Linked DNA regions of Sus scrofa: region 2 is linked to region 1. A link is a contact called in public promoter capture Hi-C data. All regions are on one chromosome and are shown on one strand. The core of a region is the stretch at or near the end of the contact, and the rest is flanking DNA. Distances in the headings are between cores, read along the strand shown. Region 1 holds the start of ARRDC4 (arrestin domain-containing protein 4). Region 2 holds the start of LOC102160410 (atherin-like).

Region 1 (6,370 bases), core at 1,893-4,392:
TTTTTCAAAATAAACAATAACAGAAATCCTTTAACTTGAATTGTTCCCTGAGGAAACTATGAGCTTCAGAATAAAGAGCAAGAGATGATAAATTTCTAGGTAAATGTAATAGTCTATTTTCCTCTCAAATTCTTTAATATACATGTTAACTGAAGTAAAAATATAAAGACTGTCTGGTGGGATTGTCAGTATATGAGATGCATATACATGCCAACATAAAGAGAGCTATTGATCTCTAGGTCAACTACTGCTTTAAAAACAAAAATAAAAACAAAACTGAAAAACTATAAAGAGATATAAAGCTAAAAATCAATGGATACATTTAAATGGATTTCTAACAGATATTCGAATAATTGAAAAAAAAAAGTAGGGAAGGGGCAATAGAGAAACACGCACCACATCCACAGGCACAAACAAGCAAATAAAATGATACACCTAAAACCAACCATATAAATGATTATATTGTATGTAAATGCTCTAAACATACCAATTAAAAGACAGGGACTGTCGGATTGGATTTTTTTAAACTTCTCTATGCTGCTATATTAATGTTAGCTGAACTTAAATAGTCATAATAATATATGTACAATAAAAATGGAATTTTATCTGTGGGTAAGGTTGGTCATTCTATAAACTACCTTCTGCCTAGTTGTACAATAGTTTCTGTTAAATATTTTCCTTTTTTAAGGTTTGGCTGAGGGGTTCTGCTCTATAGCACATGAGGCCAGACCCACACAAGCCAGTCAAATTGCTCCAGGTTGACTACTCAACAGTCATTTGCCTTCTTCCTTGTTAACAGAACTCTGACTTTATTCAGCCTTTCAGAGGAAAGAAATCACTGGTCTGAGTGAACTGTGAAAATCTCACTTCTTTTTGCCAGTTAATGACCTACTGGTGCATGAGTGACTCAGTTTTGGCCAACGACATGTAAGAAGTCTGTGGGCATCTAGGAAATATATTTTCCCTCTGAGAGGACAAAGAAGAAGAAAAAAAAAATCCCCCTCCCTTTTTTTGATGGATATAGACTCCCTTGCTTTAATTTTTGAATTTTGTTATATGAAGATGGCACACTTAGAACAGTGGTAACTGAAGCCACCAGGGAGGAAGAGCAGTGATGCAGATGAAAAAGATAAAAGGAGTCTGATGCACCATCCCTGGGAGTGTTTACTACTGAACAACTTATTAAGTAAATAAATATTCTTACCATTTAAGCCACGTTGGCCAAGCTTTCTGCTACCCTGGTCAGAATAGCATTAACTGACAAACCAGCACGGAGTCTCGTGTCCTCAGGCACAGAATTCTATCTGGGCAATTCTGCCTTCTGGGCACTATTAGGGCCATTGTCCTCCCCCCTTTCCTAGCCAGTTCCTTGAATGGAGAACATCTGCCTCTAGAGGGACCAATAATACTGCATGGATTGACATTCACGCATTCAATCAGCCAACAAACACCTAATCCAGTGCTTATTGTGTGCTGAACTTTGCTGAACTCTGAGTTAGGAACTAGAGGTACAACAATAAGGAGAAAAGTTCTGTGCTAAAAGTAAGAGTGATTGACCTTATGCAAATAAATATATAAGGTCAGGTTGTATTTTATAGAAAGCGGCAGAGTAAGAGCATGTTGGGGGCTAGTCTAGATAAAGTGAAAAAGAGCATAACAGCCATTTCGGAAATTTATACGGAGCTCGATTTGTGGCCTTTCCCATTTTTTTTAGGAGGTGATAAGAAAATGTTGGACTTGTGAAGCTTTATTAAATTTCCACATTAATACTCTAAACACAGAACAGTAAAGCAATCTTTAGGGTTATTTAATAAATAAATAGGGAGTTCCCGTCGTGGCGCAGTGGCTAACGAACCCGACTAGGAACCATGAGGTTGAGGGTTCGGTCCCTGCTCTTGCTCAGTGGGTTAACGATCCGGCGTTGCTGTGAGCTGTGGTGTAGGTTGCAGACGCGGCTCGGATCCCGCGTTGCTGTGGCTCTGGCGTAGGCCAGTGGCTACAGCTCCGATTCGACCCCTAGCCTGGAAACCTCCATATGCCGCGGGAGCGGCCCAAGAAATAGCAAAAAAAGACGAAATAAATAAATAAATAAATAAATGAAACAGCTCCATCAAGAATGACTTTTAAATTCCAATGTGAGATTGATCAATTCGTTAGCGCTCACAAACTTGGTATTTTTATAAGGGAAGAATTTATAAGGATGAGAATATGAAGGCCAGATGGTGCATTGATGCTAGATGATAAAAAGAAAAAGGCACAGAATAGAGAAGGAATGAAGAAAGAAAATGAAACCGAAGCGAAAGGAGGCATGAGCGTGGAGAACACGTCATCAAGGCAACTGGAAATTTTCGTGGACTATGATATTGAGGTCAGGAAATCCTTTTGGGTGGGGCAGAAACTCGGGTGGCAGATGTTGTTTAGAAAAACCTGATTGATGACTTTATTTAAAGCAGGAAGAATGACTATTCCAGCCATTCCCGGCTTGGCTTAGAGAGGCTGCGAGCCGAGGTTGGCAGCACAACTACTTAGGGTTGTTCCAGGTTGAGAACCACTGCCTTCATTCTTCAGGTCTGTGGGAAGTCTGAAACCGGGAGAGGCGGTGCTCAGGAAGCTGGAGGTTAAGAGATGCCAAGTTGTTTACTAAGTTCCTGGGTGGCTGGCCCCAAATTTCAAAAGGCAGTAAATGCTGAGTTCCTATTTCCAGGGCATCTACTTCCTCTCAAGTATTGCAGATGTCATATTAAACAGAAGCCACTTGCAGCCACAACTTCGCGTTCTCGTGCGAACCTCAGAGACGCCTGCAAACAGGCCAGGAGATGCTAGAAACCCCGCCCCCGTTTGTAACCATAGGAACGACTGACAAACCCCGAGCCGGAGATTCCCGGTTCCGCCCCCTCCCAAACTAATATTGTTTCCCACTACCTGTCCACATGGGCGCACCGCCTCACTATTGGTCACTGTCCCAGGACTGTGCCTTGCTTCAGCCAATAAACGGACTGTGCACGTGCACACTTGCGTATCCTGATTGGTCACCTCTCCTTGATCACGCACTGCCCTCCTGCGCCAGGTCCTGCGCGGGGGCGCCAATGAAATGACTCAGAAGCCATTTACAACCAATCCACACGCCGCGGGGCTCACAGCCGGCCTATGGGCGCGGGCAGGGGGTGGGCTGTCCCTGCCCCTTTCCATTCCCAGCTGGGTTTGTTAAAGCTACAGGCCCTACGGCGCGCCGAGGCTCCACGGGGCACAGCACAGCGGCCACGGGGGCCTTCGGCGTGCGGTTGGCGCCCGTGACATCGGCGCCACTCTGCTCCCGGCCCCAGCTCCCGGCCGCTGCCGACCTCTTTGGCGCGGCCACGTCGCCCGGCAGGATGGGAGGCGAGGCGGGGTCCGCGGCGGCGGTGGTAGGCTCCGAGGGCCGCGTGAAGAGCCTGGGTCTGGTGTTCGAGGACGAGCGCAAGGGTTGCTATTCCAGCGGCGAGAGGGTGGCGGGGCATGTACTGCTGGAGGCAGCCGAGCCAGTGACCCTGCGCGCGCTGCGCTTGGAGGCCCACGGCCGTGCCACCGCCGCCTGGGGCCCGAGCGCCGGCGCAGCGGCCCCGGCAGCAGCCTCCGAGGTTGAGTACTTGAACGTGCGCCTGAGCCTCCGCGAGCCTCCGGCTGGTGAGCATGGCCCGCGGCCCCAAAGAAGGGCTGGCGGGACTGGGCGGGGGCGAGCTGGTGGATGCCCACCAGCTAGGTGGGCGGAGAGGGAGAGCTTCCGGAGATGGGGTCCGCCCACATGGTTGCCAGAGCTTCATTTTGGTCGCCTTGACCGGCGGGCAACAATGCCTGCGTCCCACACTTCATAGCACCAGGGAGGTTATGCCCACCTCTACCTGGCAACCCGCCCCTGGCTCGCTGGGGTCTGACCGGCACCTGGTCCCTAGTCAGGGACCGTCTTGGACAGCTCTTAGAGTGAGCCGTTGCCATGGGAACCTATGATGAGCAGTTTGAAATGAAGGATCTGGGAGTCTAAGTCGTGTCCCTCTGGCCTAAAGAATGGAGGGGAGATCAGAGTCAACGGGTTTCATTCTGGGATGCCCAGTGTTTTTATGGGCCTTCCCTTCTCCCCATCCTGGACCTAGAGGCTTGTTCTTGGTTCATGATGAGTTAGCAAAACCTCAGTCTTGGAAGGAGGGAAGTAGTTCCTGAGCAGTAGGAATTCAAGGGAAGTGACTTGACCATCATACTTGGTTTCCCTCTTTGGAGTTCTGCCTCTATCTTACATTCTTTAAATTTATTCTTCGTTTCTTTTTGTTTACTTTGCATCATCTTCCTTCCTCCAGTACTGTCACCCTCATAGACCTTTAGTGACCATAGGATCTGGGCACTGTAAGAGTTTCTGGAGGAATGATGACCCTTTTTTTTTTTATATACTCTTGTGAAGCCCGGTTAATGATACAGGTTTTTCTGTAAGTATCCATGTGGAAACTCACCACATGGGTATTCCATCAATATTAGATGCAAAAATCAATTCCGTTAATCATGAATTACTAGTAACAATAAGTATTAGTCTTCTTTAGGGTGGTAGAAGCTACTTTAAACTATTTTACCTTTCCATCTTACCAGCTTCAGCAGTTATCTGTAAAATTAAATATAATAGTATAGACTCTCTACCTGCAAAGAGTAAAATGCAGTGTATCAGTGTTTAACCTTTGCTCTGACTTATATAAAATCAGTAGTATATACAGTTTTGCCATGTCCTACTGTAAAGGAGTGGACCGTTAATAGTTAAATCTTCAAGGTATGTGGGAATCAAGTGATCCCAAAAATTTTAATGAGGAAAATGTATATGAACCAAAGGCCTCTTTTGGATAAACAAGTGCAGTGTTAGGTGAGAGCTCTTACTTGCCTTATGCCCTTTGATCAATGTGGTTTCCAGAATCAAGCCCCCCCCCCCAAGATGTAACAGACCTCATGGATTTTCAAGATGGCTGACTGGAGTCAAGGGCAATGAAGAGGAAAGTAAATTGGTTTTTGTCCAGGACTTTGGACTTTCTGTATCTCTGTGCCCATAACTACTGAGTAAATAGACGTAAGTTAATAGTAGTTGGACCTGGGGTTAGCAATTTTTTTTTTTTTTTTTGCTAAAATATGGGCTATCAAATAGTGTTTTGAATTGCAAGTAAGATTATGTTTTGTCATTCTGATGGAATAGAATGGTGAACGCTAGACAACCTGAAAATCTTGTTTTAGAATGTATTGTAACAGTTGACAAAAAAGTAAAATTATGGTCTGTTTTAATTGATTTCATTGAGAAAGAAATAATCACTCCTGACATGTTACTTGGAAGAGGTTAGCAACGTTACATGGTTGTAGATTCTTAGGTACATTTAATTCTAAAACCTAGTTGAGTTTCAGTCACCTCCAGAAATTGGTAGTAGTAGTAGAGTTCCTATTCCTTTTTGAGTCCCAGTCTCTGCCTCTGTGATGGTCATGGCTTCAGCATTTCTTGAGTGCCCTAAATTACAAATCTGGGCTGAAGGACCATTAGCAAATGAAACATCTTATGACATTGTAGTTCTCATTGCACAGGACGAAAGTAATAAACCATGAGAGCAGAAGCAGAAATTGGGACATGTTTCAGCTTGTGGACATTTTAAATTAATAAACAAGAGAATAAAAGATGGCAGAGATTTAATTCCAAATACTGTAACCCATGTTTATCAACTTTCTCAAAAATATTCTCCTGTTTATGTTTGGAGGTGGTTGAAAATCTCATTTTAAATGTTCCATTTCCTGTGTTGATTTGTATTTTTCTCTGAAGAGGGAATTTCATCTCTCTCATCCTTTTCCAGTGTCCTGTGCAACTCTCTCTTCTCCAGGCTTGCCTGCCATTGCCCTGCCTCATGTTGTTGCCTTCACCTAAACCCCTTCTCACCCGTCTCTTTGCCAACCTTTATAACAACTACAGAGGTGGTCCTGAAGATGCCACCCGCTGTCCCACTATGGACTCTAACATGCTGTTTTCATTATTTCTGTACAAGTGTATTCAGCTTCCTTTCCTCCCAAGGTCTCTTTGGAGACTGAAGTTATTTACCTTTTAAACCACTTGCTTTGTGCCTGACATTTAAGCATTGTAAATTTTCGACATGAATGAAATCCACATTTTTAAACATTATAAGCACTTTAATTTTCATATTCAGTAGTCTACGATTGCAAATTAGAACTTTAGCCCAGCTCTCTGAGAAGTGTTGGGACTCTCTGAGCCTATTACTTGATAGCTGTAAAGGAAAGAAGCTTCCCTGCCTTCTGTTCTGTGGCATATAGGGCAGCTCTGGACACACCTGTGCCCTGGGACTCACTCTGTCACTGACATTTAACGTGT
Region 2 (5,821 bases), core at 1,905-4,404, 1.4 Mb before region 1:
TTAGCTCCTACCTTATATTCTGCCTATGTGTGTAAAAGGTATTGAATGCAAAGTACAATCTACACATGTCAATTATATGTATGATTTATTTTTAATCCTTCAACTCGTCGATTTTTAAAACTATCAAGGATGCTTTCCTGTGGTAATTAATTTACCCTTTACATGTGTTCATGTTTCCTGAAGTTCAGTGTGTGTTTTGTGTAAAATATATTAATTGTTCATAAACCTGTTGGCTTACCAGTCTATAGTTTTTTTCTTGATGCAAAGAGTGTATGATGGAGTCACAATTTTTGTACTAGAAATGTTGAAAAATCGTAATCCACTAACTGGTCACAGTAGCACAGAAAGGTTACTGCATTGGAATATAGTGTGTTCTGGGGGATGGGGAGAATTCTATAAGTTTGATGTTTAAAACCAAGTGCTCTGGAAGTCAGAGGCACAACCAGCTTGATGATTTTAGCACACTGAACAGAATGGCACAGTCAATGAAGTTGTTCTCATTGCAGTAAATCCCTTGAGGTAGAATATGGCTTGTGCACGGTTCCTGGTTCCTGTGAGCTAAACTTGGTGTTATTCCCAATTTGGGGCAGAATCTCTGGGTGTGTTTTAATGACTGTATGAATGCCTAAAAGGAACTTGAGGAGCAATGAAGTCGTACTCAACTGTTCTATGACCTAGAAGCATAATCGTTGAAGTCTTTGTCTGTGTACATTGACAAATGTGCATCTGATACATGTGCGCTTACATGTGTGTACAGAGGGTATGTACTGGAGATGCTGGGAGGCTGCCTCTGCAGCGGGCTAAAAGGTCTTTACTACTGGTGGTGAGAGAATGCTGGCTTGCAAGTTAGCTAAAGCTAACGAGAGAGGATAAAGTTAAGGCAAACTGATTTTAATTGTGTCACGACAATGAGATGAAGTCTATTTGTGCTTCTCAGCATCCGAGATCCTTTATTTGAGCAATTAAATTGTCAGGCCACTTACCTGTGAAATGTTAACCCTACAAGGAAAAGAGCCACCGAACGGCTCTTTTTCTCTAAAAAAGAAAAATAAATAGCCACCAAACCAAGCAAGTGATCACAGTTGATTAAGGGAAGGATCTACCATCACCCGGATTTGACCAAATCTTTCGTTTGGAAAATGCCTTGTAAGCTGGGTTCGAGGCACCTTCCCATCCCCGCCCACTAACCCTCTGCAAAGAAACCGGGGAACTTTTCTCTTTCTCTGGCACTGTGGGCACAAAGATGCGCCGGGAGTCCCGGGTGGTGCGCGAGCGGTCGATTTCGTGGCATTGCCAAGTTGAGAGACGCGAAGTCCTCAATTCCATCCAAAGCCTCTTGCGGAGCCTTTAAGAGGCGTTTTGTGTGCGCGCCCCGCGCTCCTCTCCCCGCTGGGGCGGAAACCTCGGGTGCCGGGTGCGGAGAGAGCGGTGGCCGTGCGCCCGGGGCCCAGCGTGGGCCCATCCCCCGCTTGGCGGCGGCGGCGGCACGGCTGCCCCTTCGTCGCCCCCCCTTCGCCCCCCTCGCGCTCCGCGCCACGGCCGCGACACCGCTCGCGCTAGGACCAGGCTGAGCCCGCGGCCGCCATGGCGGGGCCGCCGCGCTCCGGCCAATGACGGCGAGGGGGCGGCGCGCGCGCGCCTGGCCAGGCCAACCCCGGCTGCTGCCTTATAAGGCGCGCCGTCGCCATGGCAACGTGCGCTAAGTTGCAGCAGTCGTGTCAAAGTTCACTATATAGAGAGCTCAGTGAGCTGATCGCGGAGAAGCCACTTCTGCCAGCCCCGGCGCCTATAAATCGCATTCCCTCCCGCGCCCCCCTTTTTAGCATATTTGATCACTTTGATTCTCTGTTCTTTTCTCTCCGCGGTGTGTGTGTGCGTGCGCGCGTGTGTGTTTTCTTCTCCTCCTCCTCCTCTCCCCGAGTTGCCTTCTTTCTCCCGGTGCCGTGCTGCCTTTTTTTCCCCTCTTTCATTCTTTCTCTCCGTCTTTTTCTCCCCCCTCTGCGCACGAAGGATGTGCTTCTAGGTGGTGATCTGCCCTCCTCTCTCTCTTTTATCATTTCTCCCCCGCCGCCGGCGAGTTGACTCTTTCCCTATGTGTGTGAGGCGGCGGCGGCAGCAGCAGCAGCAGCGGCTCCGGCGGCGGCAGCAGCGGCTTCAGCGGCGGCGGCGGCGCTAGACGCGGCGGCTCCGGGCCCGACCCGGCGGTTTCGGCGGCGGCGGCGGCTCCAGCAGCGGCGGCGGCCCAAGCGGCCCGCAGGGAGCGGCGAGCGGCCTCTATCCGGCGAAAGCGGGCGGCGGCGGCCGGAGCGAGCGAGGCGCGCGCCGGGCGCCTGGGGCAGGCGGCGGCAGCGGCCCAGCGCCAGGACGACGCCGCGCAGCGCCCGACGCGGACCACTTTCATGCTGATTCCCCCGGACCCGGGCAGCGCTCCGGCCACTCCGCGGGCCGCCGGCCTCCGCCCCGGCCTGCCCGGCTCTCTGGGCGCGCCCGTGACCGGCGCCTCTGCTCTCCTAGTCCTCCTGATTTCGATGGCTTTCCTGAATGGCTGACTGTGGGCTGCCCTGGACTTGGCCCCCGGACAGTCGCCTCTCCTCCTCCTCTTCCTCCTCTTCCTCCTCCTACTCCAACTCCTCGGCTGCACACCAGCTCTGAGAGCGAGAGAGTGAACGAGAGAGGGAGGGAGAGAGTGAGAGCGAGGGAGATCTTTGGAGAGATTTTTTTTTTTTTTTTTTTTTTTTTGCCTCCAACTTCTGTCTTGAAGCCAGACAATCGACTTGCAGCTCTCCCTCCCCTCCCTCTCTCTCCACTTTCTGCTCCCACTTGCTCTCCCCCGGCCCCATCCCCTCCCCTCCCGGCGGAAAGCCCCCGAAAGCAACAAAGCTGAGCCGAGGGAAACAAACAAAACAAATACACCGGGCCAGACAAGCAATCGACAAAACTTTGCAAAAGCAGAAACAAAAAAGGAAAAACTAACCAACCTCAACCAACCAGCCCCCGAGCCATCCGGGGCGCCCTCCCGCGCCCTCTCGCACCCTTGCACACACAAAAGGCGGCGCGCCGGAGCCCGAACCCGGGAGCCGCCGCCGCCCGCAGCCAGGGGAGCAGGAAGTCCGGACGCGGCCCCCATAGATATGGCAATGGTAGTCAGCACGTGGCGCGACCCCCAGGACGAGGTGCCCGGCTCTCAGGGCAGCCAGGCCTCGCAGGCGCCGCCCGTGCCCGGCCCGCCGCCTGGCGCCCCGCACACGCCACAGACGCCCGGCCAAGGGGGCCCGGCCAGCACGCCGGCCCAGACGGCGGCCGGCGGCCAGGGCGGCCCTGGCGGTCCGGGTGGCGACAAGCAGCAGCAGCAGCAGCACATCGAGTGCGTGGTGTGCGGGGACAAGTCGAGCGGCAAGCACTACGGCCAGTTCACGTGCGAAGGCTGCAAGAGCTTCTTCAAGCGCAGCGTGCGGAGGAACCTGAGCTACACGTGCCGCGCCAACCGGAACTGTCCCATCGACCAGCACCATCGCAACCAGTGCCAGTACTGCCGCCTCAAAAAGTGCCTCAAAGTGGGCATGAGACGGGAAGGTATCGGCCTCTCATTTCTACCCCCCTCGCCTGGGGTCCCGGGGCCCTGGGTGCGTTTGGCTAGCCTGCTCTGGGTAAGGACACAGAAGCCCCAAGCTCTTCTCTTCGTATTGCAGCTGAAAGGGGTTTCATACTAGAAGCAAGTTCTGCACTGGAATCCAGCCCCCTAAATCCGCATGCTTTGGCTGATTGATTTCCTCCTCTACTCTCTCTTCGGGCTGTTTTCATTTTCTTTGCATTGATTGCCAGTTCATTCGAGTTCGCCCTTCTGCAAGGGATGGGGTGGTGTTTGTTGTTGTTGTTTTAAAGCTGGTTTACTCCTCTCTTTTCTCTCAGTTTCTCTCTGTCCTTGTTTTTCCTGCATGTTCGACATATGTCCCTCCTCTCTACCCCTCTCCCCAGCCCCCACCCTCTTAAAAAAAAAAAAAAGCACCCTGAGATTGTACTTTTGTGCTGGAGGTTCAAATTACAAATGGCAATTTTATGCACTTCGCCGTATTAACGCTGCCGCCTGGGCAGCGCTCATGTGACCCTCCGTGGATTAACATTCTGCTAAAAAAAAAAAAAAAATACCTATGTTTTGTTTTTTTCCTTTCACTTTTGAAAGGAGGAGAGCGCGATAGGGAGTAGGGGAAGGGTGGGCCAGGGGCCCTGGGCGGCTGCTTTCGCTCTGCGCGAGTTGGGTCTTTGTGATATGAAATTCGCCGAGAGCCGCGAGCCCTGCTCGGCCAATGGCGCGCCGGGCGCGGGCTCCGGGTTGGGGCGAGCGAACGCCGGGGTTTCTTTGTGTTTCTGCGAGAGCGACTCTCCCCGTCCGGCGTCAGATAACAGCTCGTGCCCGAGCCTGGCCGGCTTCACCCGGCCCTCCCGGGCCCTCCTCGGGCTGCGCCGGCGCCGGCCGCCCGCTCCCCGCCTCTCCCCGGCGTCCTCCTGCCTCGGCCGGCCTGTCTCTCCGCCCTCTCCCTCCGTCTGTCTTCCTCTGAGCACACTGGTTAGGCTGCCGCCAGACCTCGGCTCTCCGCTCGTCTCTCATCGGGGGTTGCCCGCGGGGCTGGGGCTGGGGCGGCGGGATTTGGGGGAGAGCGATTTCGGGGTGGCCAAAAGCCGTCCCGGGTGAACCCTGATGTCTTGCAAAAGCGTCTCACCCTCCCCCCAGCTTCGCCCCTCCCGCTCCCTCATCTCCAATCAATAAAAAATATCAGCTGTTTAGCAGTAAAGAAGAAAGATGCCCCCAGAATGCTCCATTCCGCCCACCGTGCCGAGGACCCCGAGGCAGAGTGGTCAATTCTGGGTCCTCGGCCGCCCAGCTCGGAGCGGGCCTCCGAGGCAAGTGCGCCGCCCTGGCCGCCACAGCTTGCCTGGGGTGGTGATTTGAGGGGAGTGCTGCCGGGCTCCCGGCGACTCCCAGGTCTGTGCCCCTAATGAGCTGGTGAGAGGGGCAGGCCTGCCTGTTCCTGGGCGGCGCAGGGTCTGGGTCAGGTGGGGGTCGGGCTGGGGCAGACCGTGCCGGGGGAGCAGGGGGGCAGAAGCTGGTCATTAACTGCGGAGTGTCTCCTTTCCTCCCCGCAGCGGTGCAGAGGGGCAGGATGCCGCCCACCCAGCCGACCCATGGGCAGTTTGCGCTGACCAACGGGGACCCTCTCAACTGCCACTCGTACCTGTCGGGATATATTTCTCTGCTGCTGCGCGCCGAGCCCTATCCCACGTCACGCTTCGGCAGCCAGTGCATGCAGCCCAACAACATCATGGGCATCGAGAACATTTGCGAACTGGCCGCTCGGATGCTCTTCAGCGCCGTCGAGTGGGCCCGGAACATCCCCTTCTTCCCTGACCTGCAGATCACCGACCAGGTGGCCCTGCTTCGCCTCACCTGGAGCGAGCTGTTCGTGCTGAACGCAGCACAGTGCTCCATGCCCCTCCACGTCGCCCCGCTCCTGGCCGCCGCCGGCCTACACGCCTCGCCCATGTCCGCCGACCGGGTGGTCGCCTTTATGGACCACATACGGATCTTCCAAGAGCAAGTGGAGAAGCTTAAAGCGCTGCACGTCGACTCCGCCGAGTACAGCTGCCTCAAGGCCATAGTCCTGTTCACCTCAGGTAGGAAGGAGCCCTGCCCTGTCACGCTCAAGGGCTCCAAGCTCAGATTTAGGGCCTAAATTCTTGGGAGCCCCCAGAGCCAGCCCAGTCTTCCCCTTAAAAAGCCAAACTGTTGAGTGCAACTTAGAATGGGAACTTTTGCACAGTTGCT

Evidence for each region. Promoter capture Hi-C pulls out the DNA fragments that hold promoters and counts their contacts.
Region 2: a contact with region 1 is called in a promoter capture Hi-C map of liver, with 7 times the contacts expected there. The contact joins the promoter of LOC102160410 here to the promoter of ARRDC4 in region 1. A contact is called at or near these places in 1 of 5 promoter capture datasets (liver) and 1 of 2 datasets of contacts at active chromatin or transcription factors (skeletal muscle).

What each region holds. Positions count from the first base shown.
Region 1 is chr7:81,666,356-81,672,725 of Sscrofa11.1, reverse strand. It overlaps ARRDC4 (arrestin domain-containing protein 4), which reads left to right and starts at 3,142. Exons shown (of 8, transcript XM_005656327.2): 1 at 3,142-3,663. The coding sequence starts at 3,372. All of the region lies in intron 2 of LOC106504490 (a long non-coding RNA gene), which reads right to left.
Region 2 is chr7:83,081,567-83,087,387 of Sscrofa11.1, reverse strand. LOC102160410 (atherin-like) reads right to left here and starts at 3,154. Exons shown (of 4, transcript XM_021099351.1): 1 at 1-3,154. The coding sequence starts at 3,127. The coding sequence ends at 2,054. NR2F2 (nuclear receptor subfamily 2 group F member 2) reads left to right here. Exons shown (of 3, transcript NM_001190253.1): 2 at 5,143-5,670.